Regions from separate parts of the Mus musculus genome. Here all the other regions are linked to region 1. A link is a contact called in public HiChIP or PLAC-seq data. All regions are on one chromosome and are shown on one strand. The core of a region is the stretch at or near the end of the contact, and the rest is flanking DNA. Distances in the headings are between cores, read along the strand shown.

Region 1 (2,961 bases), core at 235-2,734:
CACTCACATGCACATACCCACATACACACACTTATATATACAATCAAAAAATAATAATCACAAATCTTTAAAGTGTTACTTCAATGACACCACCATGAATGAGAATTTTCAAAGCATTGGAAACTGTGATAGAATAGACTTTGGAGCCACAATGCCACACAAATTTGTACAAGGTCCACAATAACAGACTCTGTATCTATCTAACTGTTCCTACAACCCAAAGGAAAATTGAGGAACAACTCAGAATACATGTGGAGGCAAGGGCATCACCAGAGGCGCAATGATAAACACCTATCTAGTCCAAAGGGAAAGACCACAGAGGCAACCAAGTAAGTAAAGATCCAGAGAGATGGGAACGGCCCAGCTAGACAGAGCAAGAAAGCTAGGGGTGTGTTCCTACGCAATGGCTGAAGGTTTACCCAATAAAGAGAGACCCTCCGGAAGATCTCAGCAGTATTGAACAGTATGCCATGAGGTTGCTGATCTCAAGACATTGTCTAGTCGGAGAGACATAGCTTATCCATGAAACGTTAAATAACCACATGAGACAATTTGAGTAGTGATGCAAAGCAATATATGATTATCATTAGGAAAGTCTTCAAAATACAGAGGAGCTTGGAGCTCAGTTTTCGATGGGCAATAAAAGTTCAAAGGGATAAAATAAATATAAGGATTAACAATTATGAAAATGGAAAGAGAAATGTCTCTGGTATATTATGAGAAAGCAATGAAGCCAACTTGAGGAGTCTATTAATCATGGTTTTCATTTTCTATATTACATGGTGTTTTGATAAGTTGCAGCCTTGTCACTCCAGGGGGGGGGGGGGTGGCGGGGGCTGTCCTTTGTAGAAGTGTCCAGTTCCTAAAGAGAGCAGACAACACTCCTATATTCATACCTCTGATGCAAAAAAGCCAGTCTTAAGTCCAGGCAAGGCCCTGTCTGCCACCTTCCCTCCACCTAAATTCCCCGGGGCTGACCACCTAGCCTTATATTGAACTAAACTGCCTTTCTTCTTTCGAGCTGTAAAAAATAAACTTTCCCTTCCCCTCTCCATCTTCCTCTTCTCCTCCACCCCTTCCCCTTTTAAAAAACCAAGTTGGCTTCAGTTTCTGAGCTGCGGCAATTCTGCCTCGACTTCCTGAGAAAGTGGAGTTCACAGGTGCACATTGGCTTTTCAGTGGCGAACATCTCGTGATTAGCTGCACTTGCCCTGCCTGAATAAAAATAAATTTCCAAGTACATTTCACAACCGAAAAATACAGAAGGTTTCCAAAGAACAGTGATTCTTGGAGTTCCTGAAAGCAGATCCTCTCAGAAAGCAAAAGAAGCCAGATGAGTTTTCGTGACACGGTATGAAAAGACCATTGATACGGGTCTGAAACACATCTCTATCTTATTTTTAATTATGTGTATTATGTGTGTGTGAGTGGGGTGAGGTGGATTTGTGCACAGGAGTACAGTACCTGAGGTCGCCAGAAGAGGGCGTCTGATCCCTGGAACTGGACTTAGCCACGTGGGTGCTGAGACCAAACTTGCATCCTCTGATCTTTTGATGTTTTCTCTTTCCTTATTTGAGACGGAGTCTGACTATGTCTCTTTGGCTGCGGAGCTCTCCATGGAGAGTAGGCTAACCTGGGTTTCCCTGCGGGAGTTAAAGGCGCACACACACCCAAGCAGTGGAGTGCTCTCAAAGGCTCAGGCGTCTCTCCAGTTCCTGATACGGTTTCAGATTCCTCTCTGCTGTTTACCGTTGAAACCCTGCCAATTGTATTTCTAGTTTTCTGTAAAGGTTTTTAAGCACTTCTTTATTTCCAACTACATATTTGCGAAAGGCTAGATTTCCCTCATTTGCTTGAACCAAAATAACACGTTTGCCACATATTGGATGCAAATGAAGTCTTCAGAATGCAGCTGTTTTCCATTAAGCCAGATGTGAAATTTCTCAAAAAAAAAAAAAAAAAAAAAGTAAGATGACTTTTTTTTTTGTACTAAATTTGTTTAATTTTGAATTTTTTATAAAAATTTATTATGGTGACATATAATGTGCTAATTACTTTTTAATGAATCAGTATGTAAATATTTTTGACATTTCTCCACTTTAGTTTCAAATGTAAAGATTCAGTAATTCTTGGGAACAAAAAGAGTTATTGAGATCACATTTTTTTTAAGCTCAATTAAAAATTCATTAAAAAGATTTTTTTTTTTTCCCCTGAGACCAAAATCTTAAGAGCAGTGTACTGGAACGGATTATTGCTGTTTTGCCTAATGATCGTGTTGTTAAACTGCCTTCTTGGTATGTTCATATCCGTAGATGTGCGCGGCTAAGGCTCGGCGCATGTCACAGGAAAAGGGAAATCGTGTAAGAGCCAGAGGATTGGAAGGGGTGCTGTAAAACGCAACCTTTGGACATGACATGACCGTTTTACCCAGGAGCTGCGGTTGGTTACCGGCACCAGACCAGCGAGGATTCCAGCTTGGACGAGTGGGAGAGACTCAAATGGCTAAACTCCTGGCTGAGTGGTTTGTAGGCTGCTGATGGCTGCTGAGGAAAGGAGACACCTCCTCCATTTGGGGTACCACTGCCACTGATAAATTGTCCATGTTCCAGTAAGTGGCCCACACCCATATGCCTATGATTAGTGCTAATTAGACTCGGGACTCTGTGAGTTATTTTACTGTGGGGGCGGGGGGAGGAGGTGATGAAGTTGAAGTTGGGATCAGGAGTGGGAATATGGGGGTAGATATGATCAAAATACATTGTATATATGTATGACATTCTCAAATAATCTTTGGAAATTTTCTGGTGGAGTCTTTAGGGACTCTTGCATGTTGGGTCTCTTCCATACAAAGTTATATCATCTGCACTAGAGATGTGTGTTGGCTTCTTCTTTTCCTGCCTGCATCTTTTTTGCTTGCTTCCCCTGCATGATTGCTCTGGCTAAAACTTCCAGTAGTATATC
Region 2 (2,961 bases), core at 318-2,817, 280 kb after region 1:
TGCTGGCTGGAGCTGGACCTGGTCAAAGAGGAAAGAGAATGGCCAACACTCTTCTAAGATTTACTCAAATGTGTGCCTGTGTGCATATGTACATGTGTGTTGGAAATCCTCCAGGTCATAGTCATTTTGTCATGTGTTAGACATGTTGATTGCATTATTGCACATAAAAATGTCTGCGGTGTTGCTCAGTACCCAGAGCCATTGTTATGTATATGGGAAAACTGAAGGTCAGGTGCTAGTTTTATTCCACCCCATGCTGGTAAGAAGCATTGAGACTTGAACCAGGGTCTGTCTGCATCTAAAGCCTATTATCCATATTAATCACTTCCAAATATTTTGATCTTCTGGACTCCTTTATTCTAGCTAATTGTTTTGAACGTCAGTAAACTCTTATTGCTTATTATGAATCAAGTCCAGTAACATTTACCATGCTAGCAACTAAAACTGACAAAGTTTAAGTTCCCTTAACATGTAATACTTAGTGGCAAACTTTTCATAGATAAGCACGAATGTTAGCACATGTAACATTTTGCGAAATGTAACTCTTTAACAAAGTAACAAACATTCTCTGTAAAGAATAGCTTTTTATTTCCTTATAAAAATACTTGAGAGTCTTCTTTCATATCTTTGCAATAGAAGGCAGCTGGGTGTTCCTGACACCACATTCAGCTTGTTTTGATATTTACTTTTGTTTGGCGCTGATGACGAACATTTGGAAAATTTGAGTTCTTCAGTGGCCTTTTCAGATTGCTGTGGAGATTCTTCTGATAGCGCCTTAGAATCCTCTGAGTGACGGTGTCTTAACAGTGCTCACACTGTAGTGTGCTCTGCTAAATTCTGTGTCTTGCCCCGCTGAATGTTTTTACTCATGGCTCCTGTAATATGATTTTTCAACTGATCATTAGGAAAGCAGGCTCCCTGAGGTACTCTGCTCTTGCCAGTGCTGAAACATGTCATTCTGTAGTATGTTGTTGTTGTTGTTTGGGACAGGGTTTCTCTGTATAGTTTTGGAACTTGCTACTCTGTAGACCAGGCTGGCTTTGAAATCACAGAGATTCACCTGCCTCTGCCTCTGAGGGCTGGAATTAAAAGTGTGTGCCACCACTTCCCAGATATAATTTTTTTGAAAAATCATTTTGGTTAATAATTACCACTGCCATCCGGATACACTTTTATTTATCATAAAGCTATGAAACTAGTGCAAACACAGGATTCCTAAATTCTTCATTTTAAGCTGAAAATGTATCATTAGTGACCGATACTGTTTTCCCCAAGGCACCAGGCTGACTTCATTCATTTGTGAGGGGCTGACTTTCAAGGCCCCGAAAGGTATCATCACAGTTTGTAAGTCATTTGCCAGTGAACTGGCAGTCCATGAAAAAATATCTCCTTCCTTGCCCCTCACAAGTCTGTCCAGATGCATGGGTGGGGAGCAGATGTTTCTCATGTGGCTTCTGATTTTGTCGTAAACAAACAGATGTGTACTCACCATCCAGCTTTAATGAGTCACTTGATTGAGGTCGTTCTTCGGCAGGAATGCTTTTGCCCCAGCATTGCATAGAGTGTACAATATGATAAACAGATCCGTGTGGTCTCAGCCGTGTTACCCAGTCTTGTTCACCACATAGGAGACACAGTGTGTCAGGGTCACTGCGTCAGTTAATTGTTTTATTTATTTATTTTTTTACTTAGTGTTTTTGTTTTGAAAGTGCTGGTAGTTTAAACCCAAGGCTTTGCATGTATCAAGTCTTAATACTTCTTAGGAAACAGATTAACCCCAAGAGATACGCTGAGACACCTTTAGGACTCCTAGCAGTGATGGCTCCACTTTGAGAACTGGGCTGCTGCAGGGCAAGGTGCAGTCGTGTGGGTGGGTGACCAAGGTGGGCTCTGGGAGATGCTGACCTTTCTTTTGTCCCCCTAGTTTTTCAGCAACTTTCATTTCAGCTGTCTAGCTGACAATTAGAGTTTTCTCTACAGGAGCCTGGCAGTGGGAGTAACACTTGTCTCTCTCATTTGTACATCTTACCATTTGCTTGACTTTGGAAGTTGTATACTAGTAGGGGCTTTTAAGATAATTTTCTGTGTGAAGAAATTTGGCCTTAAGATTTTGGGGGCATGGGGAGCAAAGCTTTGAAATCAGGCTATGAGCAGCCTAAACTTTAGTACTGATTTATTTGTGTTTGCATGGAAAGCCCATCTTTGGCTACAGTCCCCCCCCTACCCCCAACCTTTTCTCATTATCCCTGTCTCTCTAAGCTTCCAAGTGTCTGATTTGGAATTTGCCTAAATTCAAATTTACAACATATGGTAATCACATTTGAATTTGCAAGGCACTCAGGAAGTAATACATGCTGTCAGAGTCAGAAATAATTCTGTTTTCCAAAACCTATAATCACTCAATTTGAAACTGTTTGTCTATTGGCAACATATAAAACAGCATAGGACATGCTCAGGGAGGAGAATGAAGCTCTACAGATGTGCCAGACTCAGTGTATGATCAGATACATAAATTACAGCATAAAGTATGTAGCTGCCCTCCCCCTTATTTCAGTTTACTTGTGTTGTGGGAAAAGGACATATGTGGAAATCAGAAGACAGCCTGTGGAAAGCAGTTGGTTCTTTGCTCTATTGTGTTGGGTACCAGGGACTGAACTCAGGTTGTTAGACATTGGAGGCAGGGGCTTTACCTATTGAGCCAAGTCTCTGGCCGCTGTATTTCTTCGAATCCCTGAGATTTAAGATATTGAGTTAACATCTGCCCTTTTACTGTCTACCTATTTTCTTTCCTTCCTCTTCTAGTTTTTTGATGAACACTCTGGACTGTTCTTCCCCCATGCAGAATTTCCCAGGCAGAAGAGGTAACAAGTCCTTCTGATGGGAGAGAGAGAGGTCTGACTTTTCTTATAATCTGTACCCGTACTATGGAGTCACTTAGCTAAGTGAACATCATGAGGCAAA
Region 3 (2,961 bases), core at 316-2,815, 270 kb after region 1:
CAGAGCTCACTTCACAGTCTAGATGTTTCTTCTCTCCCTCTCTCCCACATTCCTTCCCTCTCTTTCTTCCCTCTCCCCCTTCTCTTTCAAGATTTTGTTACCCACTTTCCTTGTTACCCAATATTTTGTTTTTATGATACATGATCGCCTCTGGAAAGCTTTCAATGATCTCTAGTCTTTGTTTGTACTAAAGATGCTCTGCTGCTGGCTTCCCATTCCCAAATTATTCCCCAGCCATTTTATAAGATGTTCATGGACACGTAGACTATAGTGATGGATATACCGCCTTTCAACACGTTCCTATATCTTCATAGGCAAAGCACAAGTCCATTTAGTTTTTAGACCAAATAATGAGAGGAATTCTGTAATTTTACATAGAAGCTATACTTAATAAGATTTGCTGTCTAGATGTTTCTTGGGTATTTGATGGCTTAGGTGAAGAGAATTTGAAATGTAATATGTACCTGTGCTTGCATTGGGTGGAGAGATATGGTTGTTTGTCTTTTCTTAAGAAGTATCAATCTAAAATGAAATCTTTGGCAGCTAAAATAAAGAATCTGGCTAATTGAAAGCTTATTCAACTGCCGGTGTGACCTTTCACTATTGTGTCTGGTTCCTAGATTCCCGTCGCAGTAATAGCATTTCTGGGGAGTGCTGTTGTGTTCCATGCACCCTGGTGGTTGGCTTGTGCACGGACCCACCTGAAATTATGGACCAATGTTGTCAGAGTAGCCTCTTCTTTCACAAGGCTAAAGCGTTCAGGGGGAACCAACCCTCACGTTGAGAAAGATATTGAGTGATGGATAGGATTGGGCCAGCCTAATTAATCCAGCACATTAGAAGAGGAGCCATGGGATGTTTTGATGAAGAAAGCCCTGTTGAACTAGAGTGAACCAGAAGAGACTTTTGCTAGTCTAAATAATGGAAACTGTTTGGAAAAGCCTCTTCAAAGAGGTTTCAGTCTGAGAGCTGTAATGGAATACTTGGATACCCCTCCCCCAGCTAGGAAAGTGATTTCATAGTGAGCTAAGGAATGCTTCAGAGCTCTCCAAGAAACCATGGCTGGGGAAGGAATCTGGCATGCTGATTTTTTTTTTTTCAGTTCTAGTTTTATGCAGAAACGTACAGCTTTTAATGCTGGGAAAGGAAAAAGGAGAGTTACACAGTTCTACCCATATGGTTTTCTATTTGTTAGAGCTCTGTCTTGGCTCTGTTAACTACCCACTCTCTGTTAGCTTATTTTCTGGCATCTTTCTTGCCTGTTCCAATGACCTGAGATTCTTCGTGCCCTGACTTTTCTGGCACTGAGGTCTTGGAACCCAGCTTTTTTTTTTTAAGGCCCTGAAGTTACACTCCATGCACCTCTGCCTTTGTTCCCAGACTTCCTCATCTGGAACACTTTTTGTCTCCTGCCTTGCAGAGAGACTTGGGATAGGATAGCTCTGTGCTGCCTCTCCTTCAGCATTGGATCCAAATCCCTCTTTCTCCAGGGACATCCCTTTGATCCGCACAGTTGGAAACCGCCTCACCTCGCTTTGAACTGAGGAGGATCACATATGGCTCTTATCATGTTCTAGTTTGTATCATAACTCTGTGTGCTGAATCACAGAGACGAGATTTTACCACCCTGGAAGTGAATCATTGGATTTATTTTTCTTTGAGTTTTAAAATAATAGCACCTTCTATTTATGGGTTCTGAATCGGGGAAGGAATAAAATGACCATTAGAAATGGATGTCCCAGTGAATACCTTGAAATGGATGATCTAAATAGGACAGCAGGGTTGAAGATGTTCTGAGGCAGAGGCTTGCTTTGCAGGAAGCTTTTTAAATCTAATCATCACCAGAGGGCTCTTCTCAATGGTTGTGCAGCTAGGTTGGCTTCTCCTATGGCTGTGCTTCCTAGCCTTCCTACTGCCGTGGCCCTTTAATACACTTCCTCATGTTGCAGACCCCTTCCCCTCGGCCGCAAAATTATCACTTTGCAACTTCATGACTGTAAATTTGCTACTATTACGAATCATAATGTAAATATCTGATAGAAACCCCCAAAGGGATTATGATGCGAAGGTTGAGAACCGCTGTCCTATGGTCCCAGCTTCTTCACCAATAGTTAGACCAAATAGGTAAGGGTTTAATGGTATGCCTCTTTGTTCTCCATTGTCCTCTTCTGTCTCATCGTGTACACACACACACACACACACACACACACACACACACACACACACAGCTCATATATATCCCTTCTGGAGGTGGTGCCGTATACCAACTCCTGTAATGTATAATTGTTTTGGAAATAAAAATCTATGTGTTCTTTTGGGGCCTTTGGTGTTGTTCATCCCTTGGGAGTCCAGGTCTACTTGTGTGAATTCTCTTTTATTTGCATAGGTTAGCTCTGAGGGCTTGCTGGGCCCTTGGGCTAAGCTACCCTGACTGCTCTTGAAGCCACTCATCTCTAGCTGGTGCACACTTGGCCTTTCCTACAGTAAAGCATGGCTATCTACACACACTATGGCAATATTTTCTTCTCATCTTTTCTGCATTTGCTAATGTCACGATTTCCCATTTGAGAGAGTGGTATGGCACCCTAGGAGACAGGGAGGGTTCCTGTCACTTTCTCATTGTTTTTCAGCATCTGGCAAATCAGATTAGAACTCACTAATAGCAACAGTACTGGTTGTAACTATGCCTTAGTAGTGACTATAGTTTGCTTGCTTACCCTTTGGCAATGATACCAATCCCCAAATAATTCCAGCTTTGAGGTGAAGAGGAATAGATCATTTGTGTAGAAAGCTTATGTAACCAAAGAAAAGGTCTTCCTGTGTTTTCACTAGAATGAATTATTGTGAAATCAGTATAATAAAAACATTAAAATAGCATTATGTTGACATCTAATTCAGTAGGGTTCTTGAAGCAGTGTGAATAGCTCTACCTACAACAATCCTGAATTAGGGATGAATGGG

What was found. HiChIP or PLAC-seq counts read pairs in DNA pulled down with a chosen protein or histone mark.
Region 2: an H3K4me3 HiChIP or PLAC-seq map of embryonic limb bud shows a contact between it and region 1, with 3 times the contacts expected there. The contact joins two enhancer-like sites. A contact is called at or near these places in 2 of 15 datasets of contacts at CTCF or cohesin (the NIH/3T3 cell line and large pre-B cells), 2 of 484 Hi-C or Micro-C datasets (Sertoli cells and bone marrow-derived macrophages) and 6 of 115 datasets of contacts at active chromatin or transcription factors (bone marrow-derived macrophages, craniofacial prominence, embryonic basal ganglia and 3 more).
Region 3: an H3K4me3 HiChIP or PLAC-seq map of craniofacial prominence shows a contact between it and region 1, with 6 times the contacts expected there. The contact joins two enhancer-like sites. A contact is called at or near these places in 2 of 15 datasets of contacts at CTCF or cohesin (the NIH/3T3 cell line and large pre-B cells), 7 of 484 Hi-C or Micro-C datasets (bone marrow-derived macrophages, embryonic stem cells, gonadal supporting cells and 2 more) and 9 of 115 datasets of contacts at active chromatin or transcription factors (bone marrow-derived macrophages, craniofacial prominence, embryonic basal ganglia and 6 more).

The regions. Positions count from the first base shown.
Region 1 is chr2:52,761,662-52,764,622 of GRCm38.p6, forward strand. No RefSeq gene overlaps it. Among named protein-coding and RNA genes, the nearest start is that of Stam2, 21 kb to the left of the region's middle. Within about 2 kb of position 1,485, at least 78 of the 459 cell types and tissues checked have an H3K27ac peak or open chromatin away from gene starts, as enhancers often do. A contact at or near this core is called in craniofacial prominence, embryonic limb bud and fibro-adipogenic progenitors, where this site is marked.
Region 2 is chr2:53,045,669-53,048,629 of GRCm38.p6, forward strand. The region is part of intron 4 of Fmnl2 (formin-like 2); the gene reads left to right. Among named protein-coding and RNA genes, the nearest start is that of Gm52511, 38 kb to the left of the region's middle. Within about 2 kb of position 1,568, at least 2 of the 459 cell types and tissues checked have an H3K27ac peak or open chromatin away from gene starts, as enhancers often do. A contact at or near this core is called in embryonic limb bud, where this site is marked.
Region 3 is chr2:53,029,171-53,032,131 of GRCm38.p6, forward strand. The region is part of intron 2 of Fmnl2 (formin-like 2); the gene reads left to right. Among named protein-coding and RNA genes, the nearest start is that of Gm52511, 22 kb to the left of the region's middle. Within about 2 kb of position 1,566, at least 95 of the 459 cell types and tissues checked have an H3K27ac peak or open chromatin away from gene starts, as enhancers often do. A contact at or near this core is called in craniofacial prominence, embryonic limb bud and fibro-adipogenic progenitors, where this site is marked.